Regions from separate parts of the Sus scrofa genome. Here all the other regions are linked to region 2. A link is a contact called in public HiChIP or PLAC-seq data. All regions are on one chromosome and are shown on one strand. The core of a region is the stretch at or near the end of the contact, and the rest is flanking DNA. Distances in the headings are between cores, read along the strand shown. Region 1 holds the start of TRAK1 (trafficking kinesin-binding protein 1). Region 2 overlaps TRAK1 (trafficking kinesin-binding protein 1). Region 3 holds the start of ULK4 (serine/threonine-protein kinase ULK4).

The links. HiChIP or PLAC-seq counts read pairs in DNA pulled down with a chosen protein or histone mark.
Region 1: a contact with region 2 is called in an H3K27ac HiChIP or PLAC-seq map of skeletal muscle, with 6 times the contacts expected there. The contact joins the promoter of TRAK1 here to the enhancer-like site in region 2. A contact is called at or near these places in 1 of 5 promoter capture datasets (fetal liver), 7 of 47 Hi-C or Micro-C datasets (embryonic fibroblasts, fetal heart ventricle, heart right ventricle and 2 more) and 2 of 2 datasets of contacts at active chromatin or transcription factors (alveolar macrophages and skeletal muscle).
Region 3: an H3K27ac HiChIP or PLAC-seq map of skeletal muscle shows a contact between it and region 2, with 6 times the contacts expected there. The contact joins the promoter of ULK4 here to the enhancer-like site in region 2. A contact is called at or near these places in 1 of 5 promoter capture datasets (liver), 3 of 47 Hi-C or Micro-C datasets (embryonic fibroblasts, epiblast stem cells and skeletal muscle) and 2 of 2 datasets of contacts at active chromatin or transcription factors (alveolar macrophages and skeletal muscle).

What each region holds. Positions count from the first base shown.
Region 1 is chr13:25,771,087-25,775,338 of Sscrofa11.1, reverse strand. TRAK1 (trafficking kinesin-binding protein 1) reads right to left here and starts at 1,994. Exons shown (of 17, transcript XM_021071690.1): 1 at 1,823-1,994.
Region 2 is chr13:25,910,732-25,915,225 of Sscrofa11.1, reverse strand. It overlaps TRAK1 (trafficking kinesin-binding protein 1), which reads right to left. Exons shown (of 17, transcript XM_021071690.1): 13 at 2,733-2,969; 14 at 1,160-1,476. Among named protein-coding and RNA genes, the nearest start is that of CCK, 33 kb to the left of the region's middle. Within about 2 kb of position 1,530, at least 15 of the 83 cell types and tissues checked have an H3K27ac peak or open chromatin away from gene starts, as enhancers often do. A contact at or near this core is called in retroperitoneal adipose tissue and skeletal muscle, where this site is marked.
Region 3 is chr13:25,748,632-25,752,717 of Sscrofa11.1, reverse strand. ULK4 (serine/threonine-protein kinase ULK4) reads left to right here and starts at 1,253. Exons shown (of 38, transcript XR_002337917.1): 1 at 1,253-1,443.

The DNA.
Region 1 (4,252 bases), core at 745-3,244, 140 kb after region 2:
TCCAGGCCCAATTCTGAACCTGCCAGCCAACCTGTCATCCTTTATTGGGACTTGGGACACCCTCCCTGCCACAGACTGCCCAGCAGTGTGGCCACCTCCCTCTCTGCTGCTCTTGCATCTGGAAACTGGAAGGACCCTGTTCCTAGCTTGTTTCCCTGGGGTGTATGTGTCCCCACCACCGATAACCAAAAGATGCTCCAGCAAAAGGCACCCACCTACCTTCACACTTGCACTGACAACATTCACACACTTGTTTGAAGCAAAGTTCTGGTGAAGCATATCAGAAAAAAAAATTTTTTTTTTTAATCAGAGGCCTAGACACATACTCAGAAGGTGCTCAAAGTGGACGCTAATTTCAGTTTCTGAACAAGTGCAGCCAAAGGTTCTAAAACACTTAGGCTTGGGTAGGTGGCATCCAGCCCCAGCCTCAACAGCAGGCTTTTGACTGCTGCTTCCCTAAACACAACGTAACAAAAGAAGCAACACATTTCACTAAGTTTGTTACCTGCAGGAGGCTGACCTTGGAGATTCGAAAAGAATTGAAAAAAACTCAGGTCAAAACAAAAAAGTGACGAAGCGAACTTGTTAACTTTCAGGATGGAAAGGAGGGGTCCTGAAAGCCATTTGTCTCGTCCCAAACACTCTCAGAAGATGTAATTTACATTCATTTTGCGGGTGAGTGGGAATCTGGGTGCGCTCGCACTCTGGCCTTGCTCAGCTCTGGGCTCTTTGAAGGTCGCCTCACTGTCACTTCGGAGTGCCGGAGCCCAGAATCCAGGCCACGCGGCGTGACCAACACGGTACACAATGGGCACCAGGTGCGGCCGATGCGGGAGGAGTGCTGCCCTAGCAGGATCTCCGCGCCCGGCCCTTCCCGCCGCCACCACATCAAGCACCGACACTCTTAGAACACTCGTGTCCTTCTCCACCCATCCCCGGGGCCGATGCGCCGGAACAAGTCAGCGGTCCACGGGCTTACCCTCTAGAGGCGCGCGGAGTGCAGCCCCGTAGCAGGCGCGGCCCCGGGAGCCTCCGGCGCAGGGCTGCCCGGGCGATCGACACTCCTGGCTGCCTCCTCCTCGGTGTCCTCGGCCCGGCCCGGGCCGCCCGGCGGCTCTGGTTCCCTCCACAGCAGGCGGCCGGGCGGCACCAGGGCGCACACGGCGGGCTGGGCTTTGGCGTCTCCTCCTCCTGATGCTGCCCGGCCGCCGACTTCGCGCTCCCAGCTAGAGATCCGGGGTTCCGGGACGCGGGGGTCGTCGGGGCGCTCGGGCTCCCGCGCGCTCCCTCCCGTGCCGCCCTCCCGCGCGCGGCCCCTCTCCCGGGGCGCCTGGCTCACAGCGCGCAGCGATCAGGGGCTTGGGGTGCACGGGGGCGGCGGCCGGGTGGGCCCGGGGGCGGCGGGCGGGGGCGCTGCTGCGGACCGGGGTACTGAAGCGGGCGCCGCTGCGCGGCCTCTCGCCATGGCTCTCAGCGGGCGGGCGCTTCGCACCTCCCCTCCGCGCTGCCGTCACCAACCGACGCGCGTCTAGCCCTCCCCTTCCCCGGCCCCGCCCGCAGGCCAGCGCCGCCACCTGCGGGTGGCCCTCCAGGACGCCCGCCGGGAGTGTGCCCCAGCCTTCCGGAGCCGCGCCCCTCCTACCTCTCCGGTCGCGGCAGGTGGCCCGCTCCAGAGCCTTTACCCGATCTAGGCCTGGAGAAGCCCCTGGAAAAATACCTGGTTCGTGACAAGCTATCGCACTCCACCACCCGCGCCCCAAACGAGAGCTTATATACTTCTAGCCCGTCTCGATGTCAGTCCAGCCAGTCTTAGGGAACTCACGCGGATACTTTGCCACGAACGCAGTGTAAGTCCAGGCGTTCCGTTCCTGCAGGCCAGGCCGTCCCCTAGGAAGGCAACCCTTAGACTTAAGCCGGGGTGGAACTGAGCCAGGAGATGAGGGGAATATGGATGAGCAGTCTGAACAAAATGCCACCAAAGAGGGAGGGGGACAGAGGTGTGGGGGATCAGGAAATGATCCAGGAAGTAAGTGCTCACAGGCTACTTACTCTATTATGCAAATCACCGCTGGACGGTTTAACTGGGAACACATGACCTCATTTCCAGTTGAGGCTGCTGAGTCTACAGCGTTGACCTCGTCCCTGCCCAAAGGTCACAGAGGACATTGGGAAGACCTGGAGAAGACGCAGACCAGAACCGAAGACCCAAGGAAACCAAACCTGAGAAAACCTGATTTCCAGTACCCCAAGACTTGAAGAGACAAAAGTACACAGTAAAGATTGGTTCAGGCAAGAATCATCAATGGATGCTAACCCTAGGGAGGATTTATTGGGGGAGCAGGTATTTGCCTGGGTTAATGTGTCTCCCTATAGTTGGTTTAGGCTTATTAGTAGAAAGAGAAATATTTAATATACAAAGGGGCAGAGGGACAGCACCTTGACCTGCAGCAAAATCCACATCATCAGTAAAAGCAGGTCATGCTGGGAGAACACATCACCTATGCAGTATTTCCAGGGAAAATGTATAACCCGAATCTAAGGATAATGAAACCCCAGGCAAACCCCAAATGAGGAAATATCTATTAAAAATGGGCAACGGCTGTATTCTTCAAGAATGTCAATGTCGCAGAAGAAGGCTTGGGAAATGTTCCAGATTAAAGAGTGCTAAAAAGTCATAACAACTCAGTGTGATACCTGGTCCTAACCTGGATTCTGGAGGAGGTGGGGAGAAGGATGCTATAAAGGACATTCTAATGGATAAAATTGGAATCGGAATCCTGATAGTTGATTAAAGTTTTAAATCAATGTTAGATTTGCTGATGCTGATGACTTGTACTGTGGTCATGTACAAGAATATCCCTATTCTTGGAAATACACAGTGAAGTATTGTAAAGAGGAAAAGAGGCATGATGTATGCAACCTGTCTTCAGGCCATTCAGGAAAAAATATGCTGCTAAGGAAAAAACGATAAAGTAAATGGGCAACATGTTAACACTTAGTGAATCTGGTTGTAGGATGTATTGGAACATTTCTGTAAGTTTGAAATTATTTCCAAATAAAAGGATTTTGAAAAGTCACCAAGTAGGGGATGAGGTGAGATGGGAGGAAGGCAAGAAGTGGTATAAATGGACAACACAGGTCTATTTCTGCTTTTAGTACTTGTGACTTTAGAAACAGGTGATAAAATTCATACAGAACTTACACATAAGTACAAGTAAACCTGGGGAAATTGAGTAAGATAGGTGGATTGTATGAATGTCAATATCATAGTTGTGATACCATATTAAGTTTTGCAAAACGTTATCAGGGGAAGTTGGGCAAAGTGTATTATTAGTAAGTGTATTATTTCTCATGACTGATGTGAATCTATAATTATCTCCTTAAAGTTTCAATTACAAAAAAAAAAAAAAAAATGGTCAAGGAGTTCCCTTTGTGGTACAGTGGAAATGAATCTGACTAGTATCTATGTGGATGTGGGTTTGATCCCTGGCCTCACTCAGGTGAGCTGTGATAGAGGTCGCAGACATGGCTCGGATCCTGAGTTGTTGTGGCTGTGGCATAGGCTGGCAGCTGTAGCTCTGATTTGACCCCTAGCCTGGGAACTTCCTTATGCCAAGCATGTGGAGCTAAAAAAAAAAAAAAAAAAAAGCAACAACAACAAATGATCAAGATGACCAAGTACATGCCAGGTTCATATGTAAATGAGCATGGCTGCCTGGGAGTTAGAAGAGCAAATGTGCTGGAGCTGACTTCTAGTAGGTTTAGAGCAGGTATGGAGCTGTTCCCAACACCGAGGAGTTTTTTAAGAAGAAGAAAAAGAAGAAGGAGAAAAAAAAGACTATTTGAAGTATAACTGACAGATCAGGTTCCTTCCAGTTCTGTAATTTAAGAATGCTAGAGCTGGGGGATCCTTGAGATCATCTAGTCCAACCTTCTCATTTTCAGGAAACTGCGGGCAGAAAAGTGGTACATGACCAGAGCAGCATCAAATTAGTGGTAGACCCATAACTACAAGCCTTGTCTGCTGAATATGACCGATACGCTTTGCACCTTTACCAGCTGCCTGTCACTCTCTATATCCCTGAGATTCAGTCAAAGTTGGTACACAATTTTGAAGTCATTCATTCAGTCATTTGGAGTCGCTGACCTTGTGGGACCAGGGGCTTGACATTTGGTTTCCAGCACCAGATGACAGACTGTGTATCCCACATGTGAGGAAGAGAGGCTGATCTCCCTCTGGTGTCCCCAGCTT
Region 2 (4,494 bases), core at 281-2,780:
TTCCTTCCTTTGGAGAATATGGCACCCAGCATTTCTTGGGTCTTTAACAAATACAGACTCATCTTACAGCACATATCCTAACACGGATACTGCCCCCCCCAGAATTGAAACCTGGTTATTTTGGGGTGAATAACTGGACTCTTTTTAGGCACAGATACACATACAATACATAAACAGTGTATCTGTTGGCATTAAATTTTCTGGGAGGAGGGATTAGGAATTAATGTCTAAAACGGCTTCTAAAAGGAGCCCCCCCCAAAAAAAAAGTTGAGAAATACTGCCTTGTAGAATTTCTGATTTGGCTTTGCCTTAGATATGTAATACAGAATTCTGAAATACTTTTTAAACGCTCACAGATTTCCAAACTATAGGAAGAAAAAAAATGAAAATTATAAACACTTGGAGGCTCTCGTTAGAGTGGTGGTAAATGAAAGACATTTTATAATGTCTAAAGCCAGAAGAAAGAAAGAAAAAAGCTGAGTCTTTCCAGAGTTTAATCACATAGGGTGTCCCTGAATACTAAAAGCTGAAAAATTGCCCCTGGTAAAGGTAAGCTTAAGGAGGTACACACCTCACTTTCCTCCAGAGCCACCCCCTTCCTGGCCCCGAAACTGTGAGGTCTAGAAGTCTTGCTCAGAACACACTGCAGTGAAAAAGGCCACACCCTCTTTACTTGAAGATCAACGCAGAGCTTGTGCGTCAACAAATAGCAAACCATTTTCCGTGGTGATGGAAAAACAACATTATTTGCTTTGCACCCCTTCCTCCCAGACACCGACATTTCTGAAACGTCAAAGCATTAATTCTCTACACTTAGACCCCCAGGCACGACCTAATTATCTTCAGGGGACGTTAGGAGCGCCTCTGCCTTCCCAAAAGATTTGTTCTAAATGCACTAGGAAACCGACGCCAACACATTTTCTTTTCTCTGGCTTAGTTGACGAAGGTTAGTCCCAGCTGCCGTAAGTACATTTCCAAACCTGCACCGGGAGAGGTGGAGGTCCGGACGCTCAGAGGAACTCAAACCAGCAGCGCGGGTGGCTATCTCGGAAGAAAAAGGAGTAGGCGTTACAGAGGTTGCCCGTTTTCCGGTGGTGGATCAGGGACCACAGGGAGTCGCTGAGGAGGGCAGAGAGGGGTCGAGGACCCCTGTGATCACCTTCCAGCGGCTTGACGATCTGCAGCTTCTCGGGCAGGTAGGAGCGGCTGCTGAATGACATGCCAGAGAAGCCGGTGAACTCGGAGAACCGCGAGTGGGTGCCGAGGGACATGATGCTCTCGGTGGGCGTCAGGGAGCCGCTGAGCAGCTCGCCCTTCTCCGCCAGCTCCCTGAGCTTCCGCTCCTGCTCCTCCTCGAAGAACCTCCTCTCCGAGAGGTAGTTCTCCCGGCGGAGGGACAGCCTTCGCAGCGCCGTCTCCAGATCGTGGGACCCTGGCGTTCCTGGCGTGCCTGGCTTCTTACTCCGCTCCCCGTTTCTGGAAGGAGGAAAAACAGGGGGTGAGCTCGGAGCAGCCACCAGGGGGCGCCAGACAACTACGGCCTCGCCGCCTAAGGGACACGGCTCTTAAGGAAACCAAGGGAAACCGCTGACACTTAGGCAAAAATGGGGAAACGAATGCCTGCCCAGAAGAACAATTCTCTTTGGGGCTTTTCTTTTCTTTTCTTTTTCTTTTTTTCTCTTTTTCAGGGAGGAGAGGAGAGAGTACTAAGCTGGAAGGAAAATTTGCACATACTACATAAAATCCAGCCTTTACAAACATTTCCCTCACGATGACTTAGGAAGAAACCTCGTTCAGGCTGCAGGTCCTGGTTAACAGGAGGACAGCTGGCTCAAGGGATGAACCTCTTTCTTCTTGATTTTAAGGAGCTGAGATCTCAGAAAGAGTTCTGCTCCGAACTAGTGGTTACCAGTGGAGAGAGGGGAGGGGGAGGGGGAGCATCGGGGGAGGGGATCAAGAGGTTAAAAACTATTAGATATAAAATAAGCTAAACGGTATATTGTACAACACTGGGAATATAGCCAATATTTTATAATATCTATAAATGGAGGTATAACCTTTAAAAAATTGCGAACCACTATATTGTACACTTGTAACCTATGTAATATTGTACAACAACTATAATTCAATAAAAAAAAATAATAAAGTCCAACCCCTCCCCAAGTTCTGATCAAGTAGTTTCCAACTGTCTGACCCCTCGGTCAGAAAAACCAATTTTGTTAAGTCATAGGAAAAGGATGGACAATAGGGTGGGGTTGGGGAAACTGCAGGGCTTCAGGACGAAAAGGGACAGACTACTGTTGAGGAGGATCCACCCCCCCAACACACAGTGTGACAGGCACCTGCCAGGCACCCTCCACCCCACCTTCTGAAACAAATCAGATTCTGGTCATGAGACAGAGCCTGAGTGCTCCTTAGCGTTTCAGAATCTGAGCTACAAATGTCTAGTCTGTAGCCTAACAGATAAAGCTTAACAGAAAAACATACTCATTTATCCTCCCCTCCAGCGTTTTACAGAAAAGCTGACATCCTGTTTTACTCTTTGCTGTGGTGAACACAGCAGTATCAAGGATAAGCATAAGCTCAGCAGGCTGGGACAACAGATTTGAGAACTGAAAGGGCTACACTTCTCAGGTGACTCTTATCAGCTTCCCTCGCCTCATTACTGAAGCTGTGCTCAATCCCCCTACCTGTCCCCACAACAGAAAGATAAAAGCCTCTGGCTGGCTCACCCCAGGTCAGCTGACTCTGCTTCCAGGATGATGCTGTTGGTCTTGTTGTCCAGAACGACGTTGCCGACATCGCTGCCGTAGAAGCTGGACCGGGGAGTGCTGACACAGCTAGACAGGAGGGAGTTCATGGCCGAGGACTGGTTGGAGCCGGGGATGTTCATAGGGGATGGGGTAAGAGACCTCTGCTTGACGACCTGATTGATGTTTCTCACAGTTTCAAAGACTCGCTTCTGATGACTGGGGAGAATATACAACATCATCCATGACTAAGCAGATACCAGAATGACCTTGGAGTTCAACCCTCCAAACACTATCCACTGAAGAGCCAGTTGGCAGCTGGCCCGCCATGACCCCCAAGCAACCCACCAGCTGTGCCTTCCATGTGTTTCTTAGGGTGTTGGTTAGAATTCAAGAGATGCAACACCCACAGAATTCAGGGCTCCCTGACATGGTTGTGTCCTGAAAGTGATGCTCGCAAGAATAATGCCGTGTCCTACTTCCCTTAAATTTGACCTACAAATAAAGATATGTAATAGGAACTTTTGTCTCCCAGCTAGTTTTCTTCTCTCATGATAACCTCTAGAGTGCAAATTCTGGGAGGGCAGGGTCCACTGCTCAGCCTATAACTGGGCTCAATAAGTTTTTGTAGGATGAGTCTTTGTTGACCATTCATATATATACTACAAAAGTAAGACTTAGTCTTAAGCTTCTATAATGAGATGATAAACATCAGATTAGTCTTTTTGTTTTTATTTACTTATTTATTTTATTTTATTTTTTGTCTTTTTAGGGTCACACTCTTGGCATATGGAGGTTCCCAGGCGAGGGGTTGAATTGGAACTGTAGCCACCGGCCTACGCCACAGCCATAGCAACACCAGATCTGAGCTGCGTCTGCAACCTACACCACAGCTCACGGCAATGCCAGATCCATAACCCACTGAGCGAGGCCAGGGATCGAACCTGTGTCCTCATGGACATAGTCAAGATTCATTTCCAGGAATTCCCATCATGGCGCAGTGAAAACGAATCTGAGTAAGAACCATGAGGTTGCGGTTTCGATCCCTGTCCTAGCTCAGTGGGTTAAGGATCCAGCATTGCCATGAGCTGTGGTGTAGGTGGCAGACGCGGCTCGGATCCCCTGTTGCTGTGGCTGTGGTGTAGGCCAACAGCCATAGCTCTGATTAGACCCCTAGCCTGGGAACCTCCATATGCCAAGGGTGCAGTCCTAAAAAAGCAAAACAAACAAACAAACAAACAAAAAAACACAAAAATTCGTTTCCGCTGAGCCATGACGGGAACTCCTAGTGTTCTGGTTTTTGAAAGAAACCTCTAAGAGCAGAACCACACTTTGATGCTCATTTGTTCCCTTTTAAGAAGAAGGTAAGTGTGTTATAGAAAGTGGCTTTGGAGTCCCTGTCGTGGCGCAGTGGTTAACGAATCCGACTAGGAACCATGAGGTTGAGGGTTTGATCCCTGGCCTTGCTCAGTGGGTTAAGGATCCTTGAGCTGTGGTGCAGGTTGCAGACACGGCTTGGATACCACGTTGCTGTGGCCCTGGTATAGGCCGGTGGCTGCAACTCCAATTAGACTCCTAGCCTGGGAACCTCCATATGCCGAGGGAGTGGCCCTAGAAAAGTCAAAAAAAATAAAAAAAAAGAAAAAAGAAAAAAAAATAGAGAAAGAGAAAGTGGCTGCTTCTTTCTGGGAGGCAAGGGGCTTCCCACAAGCATCGAGGCTCAGGGATACCAGTTGCTCCCATG
Region 3 (4,086 bases), core at 4-2,503, 160 kb after region 2:
AGAATCTGATCAAACCATGGATTCCCATCCAGAAAAATGCACATGCACACATTTTAGCTCTCTTGACAGGAACATGTGTTCTCTGGAGGCATCCAAAAAATGTAGGCTAAGAAGCACCAGGATTTGATATTGTTTCTGACATTAATGCTAAGGCTATCAAGCTTGGAATAAACTAGTTCCAATTTCATTTTAAGTCTTGATTAATTAGGAATTGTTCCATGAGGATTTTTTCCCACATCAAATCTATTAAATTGACAATAACGGCTAATAAGATTCCTGAGAAGGAAAGTAAATAGGAGAGGTAATAACCTGCCATTAGAGAGGCAGAGTTCCTCCAGGTAGGTTTTCAAACGCGGTCCCTTATGGCAAGATCCACATCACCTGTTAACTTGATAGAAATGCAAAATTTAGGGCCTCATCCAGATCTACAGAATCGAACATTCTGTGGGTAGGTGTGGAGCTTGTTTTAACCAGCACTGCAGCTGATTCTGATGCTAAAGTTGAGAAACACTGCGCTAACTCTAGTGGAAGGAAAGGGGAGCTGGTGCTAACGTGCCTGGCAGTTGCTATTTGAGGGCGTGGATCTTTGAAAGTCCTAAGCAACTAAATTGAGATCAGAGGATCTGATCTATTTTTTTTTCATGTACAAGAAGGAAGATAATCCACAGCCTACTCCTTTCTAAAGAGTGAGGAGACATTTGTTACCCACATTATGTCGCCGCGTCCATCTGAGCTCCAGAGGGCATAAGAAAAACGATGGAAGGAAACGGAGGACAGTGGGAGCAGGAAAAATGACGAGGGCCCAGGACTGCATTGCCACCAACTATGCAACTACTGCCCACGAAAGTCCCCTCGATCCACCCAAACTCCAGTCCCACCCCCGTCAGGGTGGACCAACTCTCGGTCCCAGCCACCCAATTCCGTGCCGCAGCCACCAGTAACCAAAAGCAGCCCTAGCGCTCCTTCCACGGTTGAGTGCTGCCCAGGAGACGTGATGGGCCAATCCAAACGCGGAGGTGGGTGGAACTCGCAAGGCCAGAGGCCACGCTCTGAGCCGGGTTTCCCCAAGCATTTTCTACCGCAATTTAGGGTCGGTCGGTGGACTAGCCCTAACGCAGGGAGCAAGGCCGTTGTTGTTGAGGGAGGTGCCTAGCGGCTTCATTTCCAGACTCCAGCCAATAGGAACTGATACTGATCAGCCAATCAGCAGCCAGCGCTCCTTCCGGCGTTCTGCGTGCTGCCCTGGAGACGTGCAGGCCTAATCCAAATGCGAAGGGGTGATGGACCTGTAAGGTTTCACGCTGTTTCTGCGCGTCCCGCCTTGCTCCATTACTTCGTCCCTGGCTTTGACCAGTGGACTCGTCCTGAGGGGTGGGGGCTAAGACGCGCGCACTCGCTGCAGCGGTCTGGTGGACCTGCGGCTTCTCCCCACCTGGTGAGCAGGTGAGTGGCAGTGGAGGCTTTAGGGGCGCTGAATCTGGGTTCCGGTCTCTCTTAGCGTTCGCTGGAGCGATTACAGATCTGTAGGGGAGCCGTCCAGCTACCGTCCCCCTCTGGGCGGACCCTGTGCACCCCCCCACCCCCCCTCTCTTCGGGCTCTGCTTTGTGCTGTATTAAACTCTACACAACTTTTTGTTCAGGGTACACGGGACACCCCTTGTTTCGCGAGTTGCGCTGTACAGACGCCCGAGTTCGCAGTTTAAAACTTGGGCTCTTAAAACTCAGGCTTAGCTTCCCGGGTGTCGGTGGACTTGGAGAAGGCACTGAAAGCAGCCCGTTTGCTGGCGGCGAGCTACTTGGGGTTGGGGAGGAGGGAGTGTTTACGTAGCGACTTAGAGCCTGCACTTTCGAGGTCCCCGAGCTCAAAGCCTGCAGTTGATTCGGTCGGTGAAGTGCGGAGGGGGAGCACCTGTTGAGTGCTTAGCGTAGTGCCTGCCACCTTTTGTGTCCTCGGGTAAGGTTGACTTGGCCTGCGGTTTTCGAAGATAGCTGCGCAACGAGAGGGCGAGTTAAAACACGGATTGCTCGGCCCCGCTTCTAGAGTTTCCGATTCAGTAGGTCTGGGCCCGGGCCAAGAATTTGCATTTCTGCCAAGTTCCTGAGCGCTGCTGATGCCGCTAGTGTGGGAGTTAATGATCTGAAGGAAAAGGGTTCCAATTTTTATCAACGTGCCCCTACCACCTAGTCTGTTTCAGAGTTCGTTGAGAGTAGGTCATGGCCCCTGAATCTTAAATACCTCAATTTCTCAAATACGTTATTTTTCTGACTTCTGTCTTCTCAGATGGTACATATATACCTAGGTGAATTTATAGATTAAAAGAGACGTTTTATTTTACAGTTTAAGAGGTTACAGATTTTAAAAAACGCTTCTTAGGAAGTTTCAGTTGAGGAACATTTGAGGATTGAGTCAAAAAGAATCTCAAAGGTCATGGGGATTTCAAATTTGAAAGACAACTTAGAAGATCATCTGATCCAATTCTTTGTTTTACTCTAAAAAAATTGGGCCCTCACAGAGGGGACCTGCTGATGGTAATAAACCCACCCTTGTCAAAGCCACTTTGTTAATTGATGTATTATGTTAATTTCAGGATGAGTGCTTTGCTCAGGTGCTTCTATTTAGTAAGAGATTGAGGAAATGAATTTGATCTGACTCAAATTTAAAATTTTAAGGTTTTTTTTTTCCCTTATAGCCTAAAACGTTGTTTTTGAGGAATCAGTTATTCTTACATAAAAACTTTATATTCACCATTTTATCATGTTGTGTCCTCATTTGTAAACATTTGCCTAAGTTTTCTGTTTATTTTTTTCCTGCTTTAATAACTTCTACATCTTAACATATTTTCTCTCTCTCTCTCTCTATATATATATATATATATATTTTTTTTTTTTTTTTCTAAATGTACCCACAGCATATGGAAGTTCCTGGGTCAGGGATTGAATCCAAGCCACAGCTGTAGTAACAGCTGGATCCTTCAACCCACTGCTCCAGGCCCAATATTAAACCCACACCTTCACAGAGACCCAAGCTGCTGCAGTCAAATTTTTAATCCACTGTGCCACAGCAGGAACTCCAATTTGGTTATATTACACATATTGTTGACCTCTGGCCACGTAATTATTCCTGTTAAGGCTGTGTTTTTCATGGGTCGGGAGTCAGGATTGCTTCTCTTTACCTGAACCAAAAGACTGCTAGATATTTTTCCAGCCTTTTTCCAGCAAGATGGGTTTATTTGGCATCATCAGGGAATTGTAGTCGGAGGTCTCTAACCCTGACAAGCCATCATGAAATTCCCCGGCATGGCAGGGAAGGAGAAGGCTTTTATAGAGAGGAAAAAAAGTTGAGAGGGCTACAATACACAAAGAGTCCATAGCACTTCATTTGTTGAATCCTTCCTAGGAAAGGAGTCTTTCATCTTTCTGTTGGGCTCTACTATCTTCAGAGGGCATGATTCTGATTTCCCAACTCTACTTGAGGCTTCTCTATATTTTTTTCATTTCTCCCCACACCCCTTTCGTTTTTGGCTACCCCATGGCACATGGAAATCCCAGACCAGGGATCAGATCTTAGCTGCAGTTGTGACCTATGCTGCAGCTACAGCAGTGCTGCATCTTTAACCCACTGTGCTGGGCAGGGGATTGAACCTGTGTCTTAGCACTCCACAGATGCCACTGATCCTGTTGTGCCACAGTGGGAACCCCTACATTTCACCCTTTTGATCAAGATCTTTCTCTGAAAGCATTGCTGATCAAGGGTCATGTTTTCTTTTCTTTCTTTCTTTCTTTTTTTTTTTTTTTTTGTCTTTTTAGGGCTGCACCCATGGCATATGGAGGTTTCCAGGCTAGGGGTCCAATTGGAGCTGTTGCTGCTGGCCTATACCACAGCCACAGCAATGCCAGATCCTTAACCCACTGAGTGAGGCCAGGGATTGAACCACAACCTCATGGTTCCTAGTTGGAGTCGTTTCTACTGCACCACGGTGGGAACTCCATGATTCAGGTTTTCCAGTTTTACTGGTTTTTTTGTCTCTCAGTGTTGGGAAGAAACTTTCCTGGGTATAGTGTTGGAGGGAAAGTGCAGAGATTGGA